Regions from separate parts of the Mus musculus genome. Here regions 2 and 3 are each linked to region 1. A link is a contact called in public Hi-C and HiChIP or PLAC-seq data. All regions are on one chromosome and are shown on one strand. Each heading gives the region's core, a stretch centred on a gene start, on an enhancer-like site or on the middle of the called end of the contact. The rest is flanking DNA. Distances are from core to core; before and after follow the strand shown. Region 1 has its middle 9.9 kb from the start of Gm35457. Region 2 overlaps Thada (thyroid adenoma associated). Region 3 overlaps Gm19696 (predicted gene, 19696).

Region 1 (3,158 bases), core at 280-2,779:
AAGGGGAGACAGGTGGGTTTCTATGGGCTCCTTAAAGCGTTCAAGCAGACAGTTCTCCAGTGTCACAAGGTGGCCTGGCTTGCTTCTCAACGGCATTCCTCCTGAGCTGGAACAAGGTAATTGTTCCCAATACCAGATCTTCTGACCACCCAGCATAGGTGGATTCAGAGGCCCCAGGAATTCCTCCAGGAAGCCTACCCTTAACATGTCTTCTAAATCACATGCGGTCTAGGATCAATGGACACAAATCTGGGCTGAGCAGAGCTTGGGCAGAGGCCAGAAGGAGAGGGTACCCAACCTGAACAGAGGGGCGGGACAGTCGTTCCTTGCTGGCATAGACAGACTACAGAGACCCAAAGAAAGTCAGAGGTCAGCTTAGATCAACCCTTAGGTAGTTAAAAGAAGCAGACCAAACACAAAGTGTGTGTACGTGTATGTGTGTGTAGGATGGGGAGGATCCTGGTTGTCATGGTACTGGGGCCCCTGAGCCAGGCCATGAAGGCTGAGCTCAAGCAGGGGTAAGGCTTTGAGAGGAAACTGCAATTAAAAGACCAGCTGTCAAGAGGTCCCCACAACCAACAGTGAAGAGACCCTCAACTAGGACACGGGCACCCAAGCAACTTGACTGCAGAACCTGAAGATGCCATGGACTTCCTGTCCTTTCTGTTAGGGAAGTCAGGGCTGAAGCCCATGTAGCCCAAGGCCATCTTCTTATAGAGGAGAGACCAAAGCAGACTCAAAGTCGAGCTGGAACTAGGCTAGTCCCTCAGGCTTTCTCATTGGTTTTCCATCCCACGTGGTCCCCCATCCCACACATGGCCCCCCATCCCACGTGGTCTCCTTTCCTACGTGACCCCACATCCCATGTGGTCCTACATCTCACATGGTCCCCCATCCCACATGGCCCCACATCCCATGTGGTCCTACAGCTCATGTTCTCTCTTTCATCCTTTCTCAGGATTGAGCTCTTTTTTATGATTCCCTTTTCTGGTTAGGAAATATTTCCTGTGCATGGTTGATGTTAGACACATCAGAGCAAACTCCTAGAATGGTTGGCCAGGTGTCACCAGGTGTTGGCAGACTAGGGGCATAAAACAGGCAAAAGTCACAGGCTATAGGTCTTTGAGATGGCTACAGTCGGGTGGTGGCATTTGGAACATGGAATAGGATTCAAGTGACAGGGCTGACCCCCTGAGGGTGAGCCTCTTCCTGCTCACCCTGAGTTTGTATTCACAATACAAAACTCTGGCAACAGGTGGCAGTGCTACTCCGTCCTGAATCCAAGATGGCTTGCCAGGAGATGTTCTGAAATGCATTCATTCGTTCATTCGTCCCACGAGTATTTATTGAGTGTTTACAATGTGCTGGAGACATTTCTAGATCCTTGGGATACAATATTCAATGCAGGAAAGAACTGCCCTCTGGGAGCTTCCTCCTCAAGCAGGAAGACAGCGAGTAAAAGAGAAACACATCTGGTGTGTGGTGTGGTGAAAGAGAGAACAGAGCCTAGGGGAGAAAGCTGAGAGTGTGGAGTTAAATCCGAAGGCAGAGATGAGACGAGCGGCATTGAAGGAGGGGTGGGGCTGCTGCAGAGGCTGGAGAGGAAGGGACGGGTCGTCTGCAGGGATGGGGCTTACTGGAGTGTGGGTTTGTTACTCTATTCTGTACTTGTCTTGCTGCTGTGATAAAATGCCTCAGAAAAGGAACTTAAGGAAAAGGGGTCTACTCTGGTTCGTACGTAGCCTGAGGGTACCGTCAGAGTGTGTCAGGGAAGCCTGGCGGCAGGAGTCTGAGGTGGCTGATCTCACCGCATCCACAGTCAGGAAGCAAAGAGACAGCAGATGCTGCTGCAGCTCACCTTGCAGGCTCCTTTCCGTTCAATGTTTGACCTCAGTCCATGACATGGTACCACCCACTCTAGGGTGGACCTTCCCACCTAGTCAGCCTAATCTAGATAAACCCTCACAGGCAAGCGGAGGTTTGTTTTCCTTGGTGAATCCCAAACCAAGGAGTTACAGTCGAAGAACCGTCACAATTACACGTGTCGGATGAGGAAGACTCACAGTCAGAGAGGAACAGACACTGTCCAAAACGAGAAATCGAAATTTGGAGGGCGCTTTGTCTCACCTGTCCTGTCCTGATGTCCCATTCGGTCCTGGGACTACGTCCCCTCAATGCGGCAGATCCACAGGCTCAAATCCTGCCTGCTTTCCTTTCTAGGCACGTTTTGTGACCAACCTTTAGTTATTGTGTGTAGTTATTGAGGTCCTGAGAGTAAAATATTGTTCAGGATGTATATCAACCCCACCTCCACCCTGCCCATTATCTATGAAACTTGAGAAGGTATGGATCTCAGGAGTTCTAGCAAACAAGGAAGTCCCAAAACAGAGGGTAGCTGGTGCCCGACGATAACCTTAGAGGAGAATGAGTGACTGTCTTAGTCTGTAACAGAATGCCGCAGGCGGGTGGTTTATCATGAAAGGAGAGTTACTTCTCACAATTCAGGAGACTGACACTGAGGTATCCAAGAGACCTTCTTGCTACATCATAGCATTGTTGGGATATATATATATATATATATGAATGAATGAATATGGCAGAGACAGAGGGAGAGAGACAGAACAAACTTTTATTTTATAACAAATCCATTTCAGAGGGAACTAGTCTATCTACTCTCTCAACAATGGCATTAATCCACTCATAACAATAGGGATCTTGACCTGTTCACATCTTAAAGGTCCTGCTTCCTGTCCCTTCCCAGCAGTAGCTACATTTCAGTAAATGTCACATCGGGGAGAGAACATTGAAACACTGGCAGATGGAGCACTGTGAGGATGGAAGCAGTGTGTGTGTGTGTGTGTGTGTAGCCACTTTCCCTGCCCAGAGCGCTTGTTATTAGAGACCTTCTCTTTTGTGAAGCTATTTGCTTGGCTTTTGAGACAAGTGCCCACTATGTAGCCCTCACTGGCTTTGACCTTGCAGCCCTGCTTTGAGCTTTCCTGTTCAGGTAGCCTGAGAACATGTTCCCTTTACCCGCAGATTGGTTCTGAGACAAAGATACATTACAGGTAAAGTCATGCTTATGACTCAACCTGCAGGTGCCAAAGAATCTCTTTCTCCAAGGCTCAGGGCAAAAAAGTCTAAAAGACCAGGGCAGC
Region 2 (3,158 bases), core at 487-2,986, 240 kb after region 1:
TCCCGTATGACTCTCCACCACACTAAACCCACGGCATCCTTTTAGGGTCTTGGCACATTCCTTCTACCGCATGAGAAGACTCTCTATGCTGTGTCTTCTTCCTTCCAATCAGAGAGGTTGGAAAGCCAGCATGTGGGGCTGGTGAGATGGCTCAATGGGTAAGAGCACCCGACTGCTCTTCCGAAGGTCCGGAGTTCAAATCCCAGCAACCACATGGTGGCTCACAACCATCTGTAACAAGATCTGATGCCCTCTTCTGGAGTGTCTGAAGATAGCTACAGTGTACTTACATATAATAAATAAATCCTTTAAAAAAAAAAAAAAAAAAAAAAAAAAGAAAGAAAGTAAGCCAGCATGTGGGCTCTGGGAATACTGTTCAACTGGTAAAGTGCTACATGCAAGCATGAGAACATAGCCTGGCTCCCTGGGACCCAGGTAAAAATCTGGGTACAGTGCCATTTACCTGAAATCCCAGAGCTGGGAGACACGATAAGAGATTTCTTGAGGTGAGCCAGTATAACTGATTTGGGATCTTTATTTAAATAAGGTGGGGCATGATTGAGGAAGACAGTCAATATCAAACTCTAGTCATCACATGCACAAACCCCTCAAGAGACAGAAAGACTGGCTGGCCATGGTGGTGCACGCCTTTAATCCCAGTACTTGGGAGGCAGAGGTAGTCAGATGTCTGTGAGTTCAAGGCCAGCCTGGTCTCATCACAGGTTCTAAGACAGTTAGAAATACAAAGAAGGACCTGTTTGGAGGCAGGGGGTCAGGGTTGGGGGTCAGGGGGGAGACTGACAGAAACAGAGAAATCATGAAGACCATTCTTTAGCTGAGTCTCTCGGCTTCCTTTCTCTTTTTACCTGCTCCATTTTAGCCTCCTTTCATCTTTCCTGTAGTTGACTTAGCAGGGAACTAAGATGCTCACCAGAACGTTATATCCTAAACTAAGCCTTGAATTTCAAATATCATTCTTGTCTCTTCAAGCCTCCCAACCCACTAAGTCCACCACTGCAAACTACAAATAGTGGGAGTTTAAGTCCCTATTTTCCGTGGTGAGAGGCAGCCCCACCACAGGCAAACCCTGTGACCGACTCCTTTTCTCTCCAGGTGGTTGGCCTTGAATCTAGCAGGCTGTGCGTTGGGCATCCTGCCTACTGGGTACTCATTTAAAAAAAAAAACCAAACAAACCCAAAACAAAAACCTGTGGTTTCTGGGAAATGGATATTGTGAAATGGAGTGAAAAGAACTTGCAGTCTGAAACTAGTGGCCTTTCCCTCCCCTCACACTTGAGTAAGAACTCCCTGACAGAGCGGCTTCTTCAAAGATGAGAAACAAGGGAGATTTATGGACAGGCCTGTTAAAGAAAGCTGGGACTGCTTGTAGCCACGGTGGAAGGTCAGGGGATTCCTAGATCTCTTCTAGGTTGGTAGGTAGGGTAGACAGGAAGGAGATGAGCCACCAGAAAAATATTCCTGCTAGTTTCTCAGTCAAATCCAATTTTTGGCCAGAAGCCTACTTATGTTTGGCTCAGTCTCTTACTTATAACTCCTGAAGGGCGAGGAAGGGCTAGAGGCAGAGCCTAAGGGCGACACTGCACATGACACATCCTGAGCCCTGGGAGTGCAGAGCCAATGATTTCTATGTGCATTTTGTAAGTATAAAGTAGAGTGTGGACTATCAAACAGGCCTCCCCATCATTTCCCTGGCTGGAGAGGTCAGAGGAATTACATCATGGTGGCCTAGTGGCAAAGGCTTATAACACTGAGGACTCTTACTTTCTGGTCTGACAGGACTGAAGTACCAGTGTGACCTGACCTAAGCCTGCAAGGCTCATTATGGCTCACAAGGGAGGCTGCACAGGAAAGCCCACCACCCTGAGGTCCAGATCCACCTGCCTTTCCACAACCAAAGAGAGCTACAGAAACCAGGTCACAGTCTGATGCAAGCCACTCTAGGTGCTAACCTGTCAGCTACCTTGCTGATGCAAGATATTCTCTATCCTGAAAATCTCTATCCTTAAAAAGCTTCTGGTGTGGGTGAGCCGATGAGACTCCTGACCAACAAACACCAGAACTGAAGAAGGTGGGTGTGACCAAAGTCGTCTGAGTTCTGATGTCCAAAAGGCCATGTGGAAAAGGAGGTCCAAGGAGCTGGCTAGGCCTTAGGAACCTAAGACTAATGGGCTGACTTAGCACAGGCCATGACAACACTCCCACAGACATGAAGTAGGTATAGGCAGGGTGACTCTAAAAGGACCTGGGACTCTACCCATTCTTGGGTCTTTCCACAGTGTCACTCTGCCATATCCCTCCTGCATGTCTTTATTCTTTAGCCTCTACTAGGTGCTGTCACCCAGTCACTTCTCTTCCCATCACTTCTAACGATATGGTGATTGTAATTGCAAGGTGTGTGTGCTTGTCTTCTAAGTAAGCCTTTACATTTCAGGCAATGGATGGGGCTAAAATGTCACACGGATCCACATTCACTTGATTTTATTTTATTTTTTTAATTTTGAGACAGGATTTCTGTGTAGCCCTGGCTATCCTAGAACTCGCTCTATAAACCAAGCTGGCCTCAAACTCACAGATATCCACCTGCCTCTGCCTCTCAAGTACTGGGATTAAATGTGTGTGTCACTACCATCTGGCCCATATTCTCATTTATGAGGACAGAGACAATTCATCCATCTTTTCTCGTATACTTGGCTCTGTGAGTTGCGATGATAAAAGCAACATGGATGCAAGCGAGGTAAAATCTGTCTGGGAATGATGAGCAGGGTTCTAAATAACCAAGGCCAGGGGCTCAGTACCATTCAAATGTGAGCCCCCAGCTGCCAGTGTGAATGCAGCTAGCCCTCTGCAGTATTAGAGCATGTCAGAACTAGAGGATGGAAGTGGGAAGTATGCATCTCTCTTCCATGCCCATCCCCTACCATGTAGACGGGGAACGTCTTAGCTGAGCATGTTGCTACTTGGCTCAAATCAACAGTCCTGGGCCTCTTGTGAGAGCTGCAGACCACGAGCAGCTCCTGGCTGCTAAGGTTGATGTTGAAGGAGATGCAGCACCTACAGTGGCCTTCCCTTCCTCCTGTCACTAGACAGTGCACATGGGAGTGAGGCTGGACCTACCGTCTTAGAAGACAAGAGGGACA
Region 3 (3,158 bases), core at 240-2,739, 180 kb after region 1:
GGCTCGTGACTCCAGGACCTTGCATAGACCAAGCAAACCACCCTGGAAGCGGCCTAACCCCTGTGTAGCTCCGACCTGGAACTTGCTAGAAAAAAAAAAAGCTGGCCTCACACTCATAGAGAGCCATCTGCCTCTGCCTCCAGCGCTGGATTAGAGGTGTGCACCACCCACCATGTCTGGCTTTCATGGTCTTAGACAGGGTCTAAGTTTCTCAAGCTCCTCTTGAATCTTCCTGCCTTGGCCTCCCAGAGAGCCCAAGCCTAGCTAAGACCCAGCTCTGTCTAGAAAACCTCCTGACCCTCAGGCCCCCCGGGGACCTCTCTGTACAAAGTGCAGATAAGGCTCTGTCAGGTTGGGGCTCTATTGTTATCTGTTCTCACAGCTGGCTCTCCGGGTCCTGGGCCTCCCCAACGGCCCCATCTCCGAGTCTGACTCAGTGGCACCCCAGGAAGCTCTGCATGAACGAATCAATGTGCTCTGTAACTTAGTCAATTCCCTCTGCCCTGCTGTAGCTGAAAGAACATTCTCTCCTGGGTAACTGGGAAGAAGTGGCTGGCCTATGGGAGGTGCAGGGCAGGGCACCACTGGGGTGGCTTGTGGCACCTGCTATTGTCTAAAAGATTCGCCTGGAGTATCCACATTGAGGCATTTGTGCTATGTCTTCACGTGGCTCTGATGGAGACCCTGGGACTACATGAAAAAGCATGGGGGCTTGACAACAGAATTAATCATTATTAATTATTATTTAGTATATAAACTATATTATTTATATTATTATTGTGGTTGTGGTTGTTTGAGACATGGGTTTGAAAACCAGCCTGGCCTCAAACTTACACCTGCCTCTGCCTTGCCAAATACTAGAATTAAAAGAGCACCCCCATCCACCCAGCTTGGAAATCTTTTTAAGAAGTCTTGGGGGATGGGTGTCTGGCTTGCATGAGATCCTACATTCCATCCCCAGCACCAAGTAATAAGTAAACAAATACACGAATTAAATAAATATAAACAGGAAGTCAGCTTCCCATTAGGGGCCGGGGCCAGTGACCCTCCTGCAGGACCTGTCCTTCTCTAAGTGGTCTACAGCTGTCACCCACAGCCCTACTCAAGTCCCACCTCAACTAAAGGGGCTCAAGGCATCACCCAGCAGGGCCTGGGACTGGGGCCCGGGATGAATCCTGGCTAGCCACCCACCTCCAACTGCGGTGTTGGCACTCACCAGCCACAGGGTTTCAGGTTTCAGTGTTTTCCTCTCTAGGGCACTTTCTATTTTTCAATACTTTTCCTATCACAGCCAAATAACAGAAAAAGGAAATTGGTTGAACCTCCTGAAGACCAAGGGTTGTGGGGTGGGCAGTGGGGGCAGAGCAGGACAAGCGAGGCGATAGGCCAAGCTAGCTTGGGAAAAGCTGGAGGCCAGGGTTGCTGGGTACCACTCCCCCTCCCTGCTCAAGCTGACTCACACCCCCTTCTCCTTCCAGGGCTGACTCATTGTTTCCCTCAAACAGCAGGCCTGCCAGGCCCCGTTCCTTCTTAATGAACAGCTCCAGAGCCTGCTGGATGACATCCTGGCCTGCCAGGCCCAGAAGCAACTGAGTTCTCTCTGCCTGCACCCACTTCTGGAGGGCAGTCGCTTGTTCCCTCAAGGGGCCAAGCCCTGCACAAGCTTGAGAAGAGAGGGGAGCGGGCAAGGTAGCGTCCTGGGAACAGTCATCATCTAACCAGGCTCAGGCTTCTCAAAGATTGGGGGTGGGGTGGGGCATGGTGACCAAGCAAGACCTAGGCTCCCCATCTGTAAAATGTTGGGATAATCACCCTACATCTTAGAGGTGTTTAGTGAACCAATGACTTCACCTTTATCCCTTTGCATGTGCAGGGTGCATGTGAGCATGTGTGTTCAGATTAAGCCTTGTGTTCTGCACCCGGGGCTACATCCTTTTATACTGAGGTCTCCTGTAGCCCATGGCCTTGACTTCCTAATCCTCCTGGTTCCACCTCCCAGGGTGCTGGGATTACAGAATTACATCACCACCCCCAGTTTTAATCCTACTTATTTTTTTTTTTTTAAAAAGCTATATGTAAGTATGTTACCGTTGGAGGAAGAAAAGAACGGTCTGTGGGGAGCTAGTGTTAAGTAAAACACACCCAGAACCCCAGGCCAGGATCAGAGGGGATATTCGGCTGTGGGGGTGGGGTGAGGGTGAGGGGCTCCCCCAGGTCTCAGCAGGCCCAGCTCCTTCCCTCAGCACCCCTCAGTGAGAGCATTGACGGTTCCCAGCAGGATCTACCCCAGCCCCTAAACCCCTTTTCTCATGGAAGCTGTGCTGGGCAGTCCTCTGGGGAGCTAGGCGCCAGCTCCAGCTGATAACCTGCCCACCTGGGCCACTGCTGAAGAGACCCAACCCAAAGGTTTCCATCCAGGGCTTTTTGAAATTTCAAAAATGATGGGCCCATGGAGATGGCCCCGTGGTGGGGGAGGGGAGCCCAGTTGCGGCCCCCACTCCACCCTAACAGCGAGTCTAGGCTCACTGTGTGCTCATCTGAATCGGTGATCAAAATTGCTGGAGATTCACCTCAGCAGAGGTGTGCAGGCCTGGCATGGCTAAGGCCCCCCACCCCCACCCCCACCCCCACCCCCGTGGTCCAATCCCTAGGATCACCAGAAAAGCAAAGGAAAAAAAATGAGTGGGATTCCTATGTGATTTCTCCGGCTGGAGTTGTCAATCTGAATTGGGCTGGATGGTTCTGGCAAGTTAGCGCCCATCTCTGAGCCCCCACTTCCATGTCCGTATTAAGAGAAGAATCCTTGCTTTGAGCGTTAGGACAAAGAAGGCACCCCAGACACAGCTGAGTGGCTAGCCCGGTGTGGAAACGAGCTTTAGCTTCAGCAGGCTTCGTTCCTCTCCCTACACCCGAGCCTTGCAGCTCTGTGCCTCAGGCCCTGCACAGGACACCCATTGGTGTTAGTGTCCCCTCTTCTTAGCCTGACTCCATTCACAGTGGTTCTGTGTCCCCTCCCACCTGCTTTGTCCTTTTGACTGAGTCTTGGGCCTGAGAGGCCTGGCCTCTCAGCCTTTCTGTATGGCTTCCTTCATGAGGACCATTCTACAGAAGCTAACGATGCTCAACTGGTTACTTATTTATACCTTTTTGATGTTATG

Evidence for each region. Hi-C and Micro-C count contacts between places; a contact is called where the count stands out from the background. HiChIP or PLAC-seq counts read pairs in DNA pulled down with a chosen protein or histone mark.
Region 2: a contact with region 1 is called in a Hi-C map of embryonic fibroblasts, with 15 read pairs. The contact joins two enhancer-like sites. A contact is called at or near these places in 7 of 484 Hi-C or Micro-C datasets (the C10 cell line, T follicular helper cells, bone marrow-derived macrophages and 3 more), 2 of 115 datasets of contacts at active chromatin or transcription factors (the HPC-7 cell line and embryonic stem cells) and 1 of 9 other capture datasets (embryonic stem cells).
Region 3: a contact with region 1 is called in an H3K27ac HiChIP or PLAC-seq map of the HPC-7 cell line, with 14 times the contacts expected there. The contact joins two enhancer-like sites. A contact is called at or near these places in 1 of 15 datasets of contacts at CTCF or cohesin (the NIH/3T3 cell line), 5 of 484 Hi-C or Micro-C datasets (the G1E-ER4 cell line, the HPC-7 cell line, embryonic fibroblasts and 1 more), 11 of 115 datasets of contacts at active chromatin or transcription factors (the HPC-7 cell line, double positive thymocytes, embryonic fibroblasts and 8 more) and 1 of 9 other capture datasets (embryonic stem cells).

Annotation. Positions count from the first base shown.
Region 1 is chr17:83,972,337-83,975,494 of GRCm38.p6, forward strand. No RefSeq gene overlaps it. Among named protein-coding and RNA genes, the nearest start is that of Gm35457, 9.9 kb to the left of the region's middle. Within about 2 kb of position 1,530, at least 134 of the 459 cell types and tissues checked have an H3K27ac peak or open chromatin away from gene starts, as enhancers often do. A contact at or near this core is called in the G1E-ER4 cell line, the HPC-7 cell line, embryonic fibroblasts and 3 more, where this site is marked.
Region 2 is chr17:84,214,200-84,217,357 of GRCm38.p6, forward strand. The region is part of intron 36 of Thada (thyroid adenoma associated); the gene reads right to left. Gm36279 (a long non-coding RNA gene) reads left to right here. Exons shown (of 4, transcript XR_385852.4): 4 at 1,798-3,158. Among named protein-coding and RNA genes, the nearest start is that of Gm36279, 24 kb to the left of the region's middle. Within about 2 kb of position 1,737, at least 56 of the 459 cell types and tissues checked have an H3K27ac peak or open chromatin away from gene starts, as enhancers often do. A contact at or near this core is called in embryonic fibroblasts, where this site is marked.
Region 3 is chr17:84,147,537-84,150,694 of GRCm38.p6, forward strand. The region is part of intron 1 of Gm19696 (predicted gene, 19696); the gene reads right to left. Among named protein-coding and RNA genes, the nearest start is that of Gm19696, 7.3 kb to the right of the region's middle. Within about 2 kb of position 1,490, at least 216 of the 459 cell types and tissues checked have an H3K27ac peak or open chromatin away from gene starts, as enhancers often do. A contact at or near this core is called in the G1E-ER4 cell line, the HPC-7 cell line, embryonic fibroblasts and 3 more, where this site is marked.